2 separate regions of the Mus musculus genome follow, and region 2 is linked to region 1. The links are chromatin contacts, called in public HiChIP or PLAC-seq maps. All regions are on one chromosome and are shown on one strand. Each heading gives the region's core, a stretch centred on a gene start, on an enhancer-like site or on the middle of the called end of the contact. The rest is flanking DNA. Distances are from core to core; before and after follow the strand shown. Region 1 has its middle 25 kb from the start of AI506816. Region 2 holds the start of Pus7 (pseudouridylate synthase 7).

Region 1 (5,005 bases), core at 1,125-3,624:
TAGTAGATTAATCTAACAATCATTGTTATTACTATTTATATCTTTGTTAGTCAGTGTGATGTCTTTAAGAATAAAAGAGGTTCTACATTGTTTTACATTGCTATACATTCAAGGGGAAAAAAATAAAGGCAGAAAGGATTTCAAAAAATGAAAAGGAAGTCGGGCAGTGGTGGCGCGCGCCTTTAATCCCAGCACTTGGGAGGCAGAGGCAGGCGGATTTCTGAGATCAAGGCTAGCCTGGTCTACAAAGTGAGTTCCAGTACAGCCAGGGCTACACAGAGAAACCCTGTCTCGAAAAAAGAGAGAGAGAGAGAGAGAGAGAGAGAGAGAGAGAGAGAGAGAGAGAGAGAGAGAGAGAGAGAGAGAGAGAGAGGGGAGGGAAGGAAGGAAGGAAGGAAGGAAGGAAGGAAGGAAGGAAGGAAGGAAGGAAGGAAGGAAGGAAGGAAGGAAGGAAGGAAGGAAGAAAAAAAGAAAGAAAGAAAGGGAAAAAGACAGACAGACAAGTGGATGGTGGAGAATCATAAACATAAGGTCAGCCTCACTATACACTGAGTTGGAGTTCAACCTTAGACTAAATGAGACCCTGTCTTTAAAAAAATATAAAGTCTCTATGACTGTGGTGCTAAGGAGGTATCCATCTATGATGCTCTGGTCACAACCACTGTTTTCTCTTGACCTCAACTGGAAATCCAGACTTCCAAGGCATACTCCCCACGTCTCAGTTTGCTTTCTATTGCTGTGATAAGCACCAAGACTAGGAGCAACTCTGGAGGAAAGGGTTTAGTGTATCTCACAGCTTACAGTCCTCGTGAGGCAGGAACTGAAGCAGAAGCCACGGAAGAGCACTGCATGCTGGCTGCTCTCTGTGGCCTGCTTTCTTACACCACTTGCCTTGCACTAGGACCACTTGTCCTGCTGTGGCCTTGCCCACCGTGGGCTGGCATTCCCATATCAAGAAAATGCCCTGGTCCGGCGTGGTAGCGCACGCCTTTGATCCCAGCACTTGGATTTCTTTTCTTTCTGCCCCAGCAGACTGTGCATGCTTCCTTCCAGGGCCTCTGGCTCAGCTCTTCTGTCTCATGCTCTCATCTGAGCTCTCCTGAGAGGTTTGCTGAACGACTCAGTACAACACTTTCTTACCACCTCCTCATTCTCTTTCTTGTTGAATATTCTTCACAGCATTTATCATGATTTAAAACTACTTTTTTTTTTTTTTCCGAGACAGGTTCTCTGTGTAGCCCTGGCTGTCCTGGAACTCACTCTGTAGACCAGGCTGGCCTCGAACTCAGAAATCCACCTGCCTCTGCCTCCCGAGTGCTGGGATTAAAGGCATGCACCACCACGACCGGCTAAAACTACATATTTGTGATGTTAGAATTTATAACAAAACGTGAATTTGGCCTTTTTCAACTCTGGCATAGGGCTCCTGAAACCCTTGAGTTTCTTAAATGACAAGAAACAGCTGCTGGGGGTGGGGAGATGGCTCAGTGCTCTAAGAGCACTAGCAGCTCTTCCTGAAGCCCTGGGTTCAATTCCCAGCACCCACTTGTGGTACACAACTGCCTGCAACTCTAGTTCTCGAGGATCTGACTCTCTTCTGGCCTCCATGGGCACTGTGCACATGTGATACACGTCATCCATGTAGGCAAATGCTTATAGACATAAAAGAAAAACAAATAAATAGCTATTCATAAAAAGTACCTTCCAGGATCTGAAATGACCACAGCATTTGGGCTTGTTGCCAGGGAAACTAGCCAGGTTGGATGGGAGGAGTGGAATTTCAGTGTCTCTTCAGGAAGCAAGGACTGACTTAAGCCAACATTAGATTTTGGCCATTCATGCGTCTGTGGCAGAACCTCTAAAAAAACCCCTGGACTGTGGGATGCAGTGATTACACTGGGGTGCTGTTTGCCCGGAAATTCTAGTCTCCTCCCTCTAGCTTTCATTATGTATCTCCCAGTCTTGCTATTCCTGAATTACGTCCTGTATAATAAACCTGCCAGCAGTGTTGTATCCTGTGCTGTGAGCTGCTCTCACACACTTTTATATCTGAAGGTGGGAGCCATAGGAATTTCTTATGGAAAACAAGTTGGTAAGAAGTAAGAAATATGGGCTCATGATGATCCGAATAGGAGCAGTGTTGAGATGAGCTCTCTGTGGACAGAGTTAGAATTATATTGTAAGACACTGAGGGAAGTCAGAGCCTAGGTGGTGTGGGTTTATAACAAGGACTTGGAGAGAGAATTTGCTTAAAGACACCAACTTTCCACTTAGGTCTAATGGGTTACCACTTGGCATCTCTGCCTCCACTTAGGTCTAATGCGTAACTAATCAGGATTAAACATTTGGCATCTCTGCCTCCGCTTGAGGATGGGCCTGGTACTGTTTGTATTTTGATGCTAATTCTGCTCTCCTAGGAGGGGTTGCAGACAAGGAGTGAGTCAAATACTTAAGTGACTTCTTGTGAACCAATTCCCTAATGAATAAAGGAATCTATCACTGGGCGAGTAGGCGGGACTTCCAGGTTGGATGGAGGAAGAGAGGAAGCAGGAGAGAGTTAGGTCCTTTTGGATGGGATAATGTGAGGACAAGATGTCTCCTGGTTTCAGTGGCAGATCCATCAGGATTTGCCACTAGAGGATTTAGATTTAATAAGACTTACAGGATTAGGATTTTAGTTGCTGTGCCCAATGATTGAGTTACCGTCGTTTCTGAACTAAGTTTGTGCTGTGTTTTTCTTCACGTGGTGACTTGCCCGAGTTCAAGAGAGAAAGGTACTGGGCAAGGTGTGTTTGCCAGATGTGCACCACAAAGGCCGTGGGGGATTTGAAGCACGGGATTGGCCTGGTAGTGACTGCCAGTGCCAGTGGGTACTTAGTGAGCTGGGTGGAGAGATTTTGGAGCACTGAGTCAGAGTCTCCATGAGATAAAAACAGGTCGCCCATTGCCCATCAGTGCATGGCCGGCCAGGCTGCTTTGGCAGAGAGTTGCTGGCACTAGCTCGGGTTTGTGCTAGTTCCTTTTTAAATATTTTCTGCAACAGTCTCTATTTTTTAAAAAAAGATTTATTTATTTATTGTATGTACATGTACAGCTGGTTGTGAGCCTTCATATGGTTGTTGGGAATTGAATTTTTAGGACCTGTGCTTGCTCTGGTTGCTCTGGTCACCCCACTCAGGTCAACTCCATTTGCTCAGTCCCAAAGATTTATTCATTATTATTAATAAGTACACTGTAGCTGTCTTCAGACACAACAGAAGAGGACGTCAGATCTCATTACAGGTGGTTGTGAGCCACCATGTGGTTGCTGGGATTTGAACTCAGGAACTTCAGAAGAGCAGTCAGTGCTCTAACCCACTGAACCATCTCGCCAGCCCAACAGTCTCTATTTTGAATCTGCTCATTTTGCTGTTAGTCAGCCTCCTGTGTCATTACCTTGAATCCCAGAAACTACAAATCTGATAAACAAAGATCTTGTGTGGACAGTCTTGTCTGTTGCTTAGGCAGCAGTGACCCCTGACCAGTCCTGAGATGATAAACCAAACCACAGTTTGACCAAGACTCATTCTTAGGCTACCCCTCCCCCGACCCCTGCCCCCATGCTAGCAGAGTGTTCAGGCCAGTGTTCCCCTCTAGGGTGGAAGTGTCATGCTTTATATCTTAACATCTTTCAATGCAGATATTATCTTAATGTATCTCAATATAGACATACTGATTAAATTTCTCTCCTTCCTCTCAGTTTGCCTTTTGGTTTTTGGGTCAAATAGTGGCTAGACACAATCTGTTGGAGCTCTTGCCATGCCCCACTGCGCTCTCAAAGTGCACCGGGAGGACACCTATGTGTTAAGAACTGTAGGCTCTCAGATTTTTTTCTTGCATGCTTGAAGACATCACTGGGTACTGGCCAACGCTTGGCATTGAGAAATCTGTATCGATGTGATTGGCTACTTTGTAAGTACCATGGATGTTCAATTTCTACTGTTGGAAGATTTTAGATTGAACTCTCCCGGCAAGGGGATCTTTTTCAAATCAGATGCATTGGGCACTTGATGTGTCACATTGCTGGGGAAATCGTGGTCTACTGTTTCTTTCCCCTCTTTACGTTCTCCTTTGCATTAAGTCTTCCCTCTGCTGTCCTGATGCTGAGGTACTTGCTGCCCTCAGTCCTCTGGATGATCCTTCCTATTTACTCTGCAGCCAGACCACAGTCCAGTTAAATCCTGCAACAACAACCTAATAGTGCAGTATCCTTTGGATGTTCTAATTAGCACAAATTAACTCTGTTGAGTTGTCTGACTGCCCATGAGGGTGTTATTTTTGTGCTCCTCTTGGTCCTCACTTCCTGCTGTTATCAAGGCAGTCTGGAATGCCTTGACGCTCCTGCTGCTGTGACATGGTCATGCTAGAGATTCAGCTCACATTTACTTGTCTACCGAGGTCCAACTTGGTGAACCAGCGGGTGACTTACAGAATCAGAAATGACTCAGACAGCTGCATCACTAAGGCTCACCTTAGCACAGATGACCCCTTACAAAGCTGGGAACACTGCACAGCCTGCAGGCAGCCCAGAGGCTGGCGGGGTCCTTTCCAGGAACCTCTGCTCTATACCTCTTCCAGGCAGCTCAGCTGGTTTCTGCTTCTTTCAGGAGGCTGGTCTGGTCTCAGTCTTTGCAGCTCAGCTTGTCTGAGACTCCTTGGCTCCTATACTTTATTCTGGCAGGGAGGGGCCTAGTGGATCTGGTCAGTTTCAGGACTTCCTGAAGCTACTTTGAGTTATTTACCTTGCTTTGAGAAGGCTAGGCTAACTCCATGACAGGCTTCAAATAGGCAGTTCAGGAGACTGGGCCTCAATCTGTTTTTAAGAACTAGGCATATCCAGGCCTCAGAAGCTGCACTACCACCTGGCCTGAGGCAAGGACGATGGGGCAGCAACAGTTTCCAGACTTCCAGTGGCAAGCCCCTAGGCCCCAACAATGGTTCTGAACGATTCCTAGAGATGGAGCAA
Region 2 (5,261 bases), core at 1,289-3,788, 47 kb after region 1:
TGGCAGATCTTACTCCACAGCAGACACATGACCACCTGAGCAACCACCAAGTAGGGGTAATTACAGTACCGGGCTCCAAATAATCAGCAACCAGGAGAGCCTGATACCTGTCCAGAGGCCACAACTCTCAGCACACAGGCAAGCACAGCCAGCAAAAGCCATGCATGCAGCCTGCCTCAGGGACTTTACAGTCAGACCACCCACCTCGCTCCCAGATGCAAAAGGAACACCAGATCTTGGGAGTCAGATAGGGTCTCCCTACACAGCCCTGGCTGTCCAATTGCCTCTGCTTCCTAAGAGCTGGAATTTAAGATGTGTGCCACCACACCACGTCCCTAAGACACTTCTTACTCAGCTTTTGATTCTTGATATCATAACCACGGTTTGCTCTTTTAGAAGTTTGTTTTTTGAGACAGGGTCTCATGAAGTGCTGGGCATGATAAACAAGCATGCTAACAATGAACTACACTGTCCTGTTCTCGCTTTGAGACAGGGTCTTGCTAAGATGCTTAGAAAGCCTTTGTTAATGTAACCCAGGCAGGTTTTGAACCTGTGATACTCCTGCTTAGGCCTGAAACAGCAGGCATTACTTACTTTAATGGCAAAACTCACTCCACATCCTAATCTGAAAAAATTATTACGTCTATCAGAGTCATCTACTCTAACATTTATTAAGTATGTCCTGGGTAGACACTGGAGAAAGATGGAAGACTTCTTGCAACCAAACAAGATTACAACCTACTTAAGGATATTTTTAAAAACCAAATAAATTTGTGGGGGATGTGCTCAGAAGCAGAACATTTGTCTAGCATGCCCTAAGTTCAGTCTTCGGTGCTGCAAACAAACAAACAAACAAACAAACCCAGTATTAGGACAGGCCAGCCATTTAGAAGCAGAGAATGGGGTGGCCTGAGGTAAAGCCCCCGTAAAGGTGTTTTAAAGACTTGAAAAAAGTAGACCTGAAAATTGTGTGAGCTCCATGGGGGCAGAACAGAGCCTGCAAAGATCCCAGCTAGGAAATGGGGTAACAGACATGCCGCCAAATCCCAGGCTCATCGGTGCCCTGGATCAAACCAGCCTCCTACACGAGTGCTGAACGCTGGCACTGACCCAAGCCTAGCAGCTCCAGGCCAGCCTGGTCTACATAGAGAATTCCAGGACTGACAGTCCACATAACAGAGAGACTCTGCCTCAACCCTTCCCCCAAAGAGAGAGAGAGAGAGAGAGAGAGAGAGAGAGAGAGAGAGAGAGAGAGAGAGAGAGAGAGAGAGAGAGAGAGAGATGTTCAGAGGGGAACTCAAGTGGCCGTCCCTCTCCTATAAGGGCAGCACTCAAAAGGCTGAGAAAGACTTGTGTCTCTAGTTCAAGCCAGCCTGGTCTACATAGTAAGTCCTATCTCAAGACAAAAGAGGTTTATGTATTCAAATAAACTTGTTAAGTTAACAAATTCTGACTGTTGGTTATTTGCTAATGACTGCACATAGTTTCCCCTCTTTCTCACTACAGTGAACAGTCTGATATTTGACAGCTCCTTCGTTAGTAAAACCATTGCCCTGACATTGAGGCATAGTGTTTTACGGATGGCCACAGATTTTTGTTGTTGTTTAAGAGTGGGAACAAAACAAAGTAGCACCTATATTTTAGAGATCTCTTTTTTAAAGAAATGGCCTTGAACTAAACCCTTCTTCCTTGACTGGCAGTAATTAAGAGCAATAACCATGTGCTGGCCATTTTAAAGGCCCCTCAGTGAAGGGCTTGGTGGTATGGACCACAGAATAAGTAGCCTGCACTGTCACCCAGCAGAGGTTGGAGAAAAGACCCCAGACGTCAGCCTGATCGCTTCTCCGTGGTTGAGAAGAGCAGCGGCCCTTAAGGCCTGCCCAGCAAGTAAAACATCTGCGCCCAGTACCCAGCACCAGGCCGGGACCAGTGCAGGCTGCTCGGACGATCTGGGAGCGCTGAGCAGGACCGGGGGAAGGCTGGTTTGTTTTTCTAACAGGGAATTGAGTTTGGGGAGTGCCTGAGGCACCACAAAGCAAGGAAGAAGTGGAAAAAGAAGGTTCTAGCCCACAGCGGCGCGGCCAGAGGATCGGGACGCGGCGCCGCTTAACGAACGGCGGGGATCAGGGCGAATAGCCGGGATCGGGGAGCATGGATCGGGAACTAGGGGTCCGGGATCAAGGATCCGGGTGCGTGGAGCAGAAATAAGACAAGCGGGGAAGGTGGAGCTGGCGGCGGAGAAACAGGGAGCAGCGCGAGCTGCGACCACGGCCGCCCTCCCTCCCCGGCCGCGCGCCTCTCCGGAGGCCTGGGGCCACGCCGCAAAGCAGAGCACTTACCGGGAGCCTGAGGGCGCGGGCCGAGCGGAGAAGAGGACGCTCGGCTCGGGACGCGGGAGGGCGGCGGCGGTGACTCGCAGGAGGCGGCGGCCAGCGCCGACCAGCACAGGCTGCACCGCGTGGAGACGCACAGGGACGGGTTATCCCACCAGCCGCCGGGCTCGCACACGTGCGGCGCTGCGCCGCGCCGACCACGCCCCGGGGCGGGGCCCGCTCCACCGGCCCTCCGCTCCCGAGGACGCTCCGCCCATCGGCGCCTGGGAAGTGACTTGCCTTATGCAAAGAAACCTTTAGGACTTCAAAAACAGAGACTACCTTATTAGTTGTTAATTGTGCTTAAATGGGAGCTTCTTTCACAGCTATGGTTAATAGTGCATATTAATAGAATGGGTTTCTTACCTTTGACAGCTCCCCAGGAGGACTGTCTTCAAGAAGATTCCATCATAGCTGGTTAATGCTTTGGCGTAAAGAAAAATAAAATATATTTTTCTTCTCATGCTTCAAGTAGCCAACTGACCAAATCAAAGCATTCCATAGCATTTCAGGTCTAATATTTTGCCAGATTTCAACTCAGGGTAAAATAAAATATAATAAAATAAATCAAGATTTGTGGAGAGTCAAAAGCCCATAATCCAAGCACTCAGGTGATATGGACAGAAGGATCAGAAACTTAAGGGCACTTTGGGATATGTAAGGAATCCCAGGTAAACATGGCCTAGGTAAGACCCTGTTGTTTTGGTTTTTTTTAAACAAACAAACAAAAACCTGGGCAGTAATGGTACACACCGTTAATCCCAGCACTTGGGAAGCAGAAGCAGGTAGATTTCTGAGTTCGAGGCCAGCCTGGTCTACAGAGTGAGTTTCAGGACAGCCAGGGCTATACAGAGAAACCCTGTCTTGAAAAAACAAAATAGAAAAAAAAAAAAAGAAAAAGAAAACCAAACCAAAACAAACAAAATCCTGTTATTTCAGATCTTTGTATTCCTCTTAGACGTGTGTGTGTGTGTGTGTGTGTGTGTGTGTGGTGTTTGTTGTAACCATGTGTTTTACATATGTGAGGTTTGCATATGTGATGATTAGTGTTGTCAATTTGACAGAGTCTAGAATTACCTTGGAGACAAGCCCTGGTCATGCCTATGCTGGACTATCCTGACTGGGTTCATTGTAATCGTACAGGACCAGCATCGTTCCCTGACTGGAACTCTGAACGGTGTCAATCAGTAGTTCCTTAACCCCTTGGGGTTCCAGTGGCCCTTTCAAGGGGTTGCCTAAGACCATCAAAATATCAAAAACTAAGGTCCATGTACAGTTCTGAGTTTGTGGAGACCTGAGGCCCATCATGGTGCTTTCCGCTTTCACTCTCTACCTTAGTTACTTATTATTATTGTGTGTTTATGATGTGGGCATGCGTACATGTGGAGGCTGGAGCATAGTCTGCAGAAGCTGGTCCTCTCCTTCTACCTTACATGGTTTCTGGGGACGGAAGCCAAGTCGTCAGGCTTGCTTGGCAAGTGCCCTTACCTCCGATCCATCTCCATGGCCCCTTCACCCTACTTTTTGTAAATAATTTTCATTGATCCTGGAGCTCAACTGGACTGGTTAGCTGGCAAGTCGAAAGATCTTATCTCTGTCTCTCTACTGCTTGGATTACACAGATCTGCTGTGACCAGCTTTCTACATGACTAGCAGGATCTGAACACAGGTCCCCACTGTATTGACTAAACTGTCTCCTGAGTCCCACACTTGCTTTTAAAATATGGATTTAGTAGAAAGATCCAGCTAAATGAGTCACTTCTTAGTTACTGTCCTACTGCTATGATGAGACACCACCTCCAAAGGAAATTATAGAAAGAAGAGTTTATTGGGTCTTACAGTTTCAGAGGGTGTGTCCACAGTAATCCTGGCAGCTGGTAGGTAGGCAGCAGCTGGGAGCACACATCTTTGTCCACAAGTACACAGCGGAGAAAGTCAGGAATGGTGTGGGCTTTTGAAACTTCAAAGCCAACTGACTGTGACAACCTTGTCCAACAAGGCCACACCTCCTCCAACAAGGCCACTCCTCCTAATGCTTCCCAAACAGTTCTATCAACTGGAGACCAAGTATTCGCACACATGAACCTATGGGGGCATTCTTATTCAAATCACTACAGTCACATATATTTAGTTCAGACTTGTGGCTTCTACATTGTCTTCCTCTAAGATTATTCTCTGTAGTTACCTACCTAAATTCTTTCATTTGTCTTTAATCATTTTATTAATTCTTTCTTTCTGTTTTTTTTTCCTTTTTAAGATAGATGCTCAGTATATAGCCCAGGCTAATCCCAAATTCAAGAGCCTCCTCCCTCAGTCTCAAAAGCACTGCAATTATAAACTTGTGGCATCATGCCTAGCCCATTTCACTAATTCTTGTACAGCTGCACATTCTTGGGGCTAGGGTAAATTAATACCTTAATGTCCTAAGGTCAGCAGACTCAGATACAGCTATATGGTATAATATAGCCTAGATCCTGTTTTAATTTTAAATTTTTAAATTTTATTATTTTTATTTTTTAAAGTGTGTGGATGTTTGCCTGTATGTGTGACTGTATACCAGGTGTGTGTCTGGTGTCCAGAGAGTTCAGAGAGAGAGTCAGATACCCTAGAATTGAGTTACAGACAGAGAGCTGTCAGCTGCTGCGTGGGTGCTAGAAAGTGAACCTGGATTCTCTGAAAGAGCTGCTAGTACTCTTAGTTGCTGAAGCCATCTCTCCAGATCCTGTTTGTCTGTCTGTCTGTTTGTTTATACGGGGTTTCACTATATAGCTCTGTCTATCCTTCAACTCACTATGTAGATGAGGCTGGCCTTGAATTCATAAAGATTCACCTGCCTCTGCCTCCTGAGTTGTGGGATAAAAGGCATGCACCACCATACCCGGCTCTTAT

The links. HiChIP or PLAC-seq counts read pairs in DNA pulled down with a chosen protein or histone mark.
Region 2: an H3K4me3 HiChIP or PLAC-seq map of embryonic stem cells shows a contact between it and region 1, with 34 read pairs. The contact joins the promoter of Pus7 here to the enhancer-like site in region 1. A contact is called at or near these places in 1 of 39 promoter capture datasets (macrophages), 2 of 484 Hi-C or Micro-C datasets (the MNK3 cell line and extraembryonic endoderm stem cells), 5 of 115 datasets of contacts at active chromatin or transcription factors (the 230-238 cell line, CD8 T cells, the SCID.adh cell line and 1 more) and 3 of 9 other capture datasets (adipose tissue, liver and pancreatic islet).

Annotation. Positions count from the first base shown.
Region 1 is chr5:23,734,822-23,739,826 of GRCm38.p6, forward strand. No RefSeq gene overlaps it. Among named protein-coding and RNA genes, the nearest start is that of AI506816, 25 kb to the left of the region's middle. Within about 2 kb of position 2,375, at least 13 of the 459 cell types and tissues checked have an H3K27ac peak or open chromatin away from gene starts, as enhancers often do. A contact at or near this core is called in embryonic stem cells, where this site is marked.
Region 2 is chr5:23,781,173-23,786,433 of GRCm38.p6, forward strand. Pus7 (pseudouridylate synthase 7) reads right to left here and starts at 2,539. Exons shown (of 16, transcript NM_178403.5): 1 at 2,340-2,539.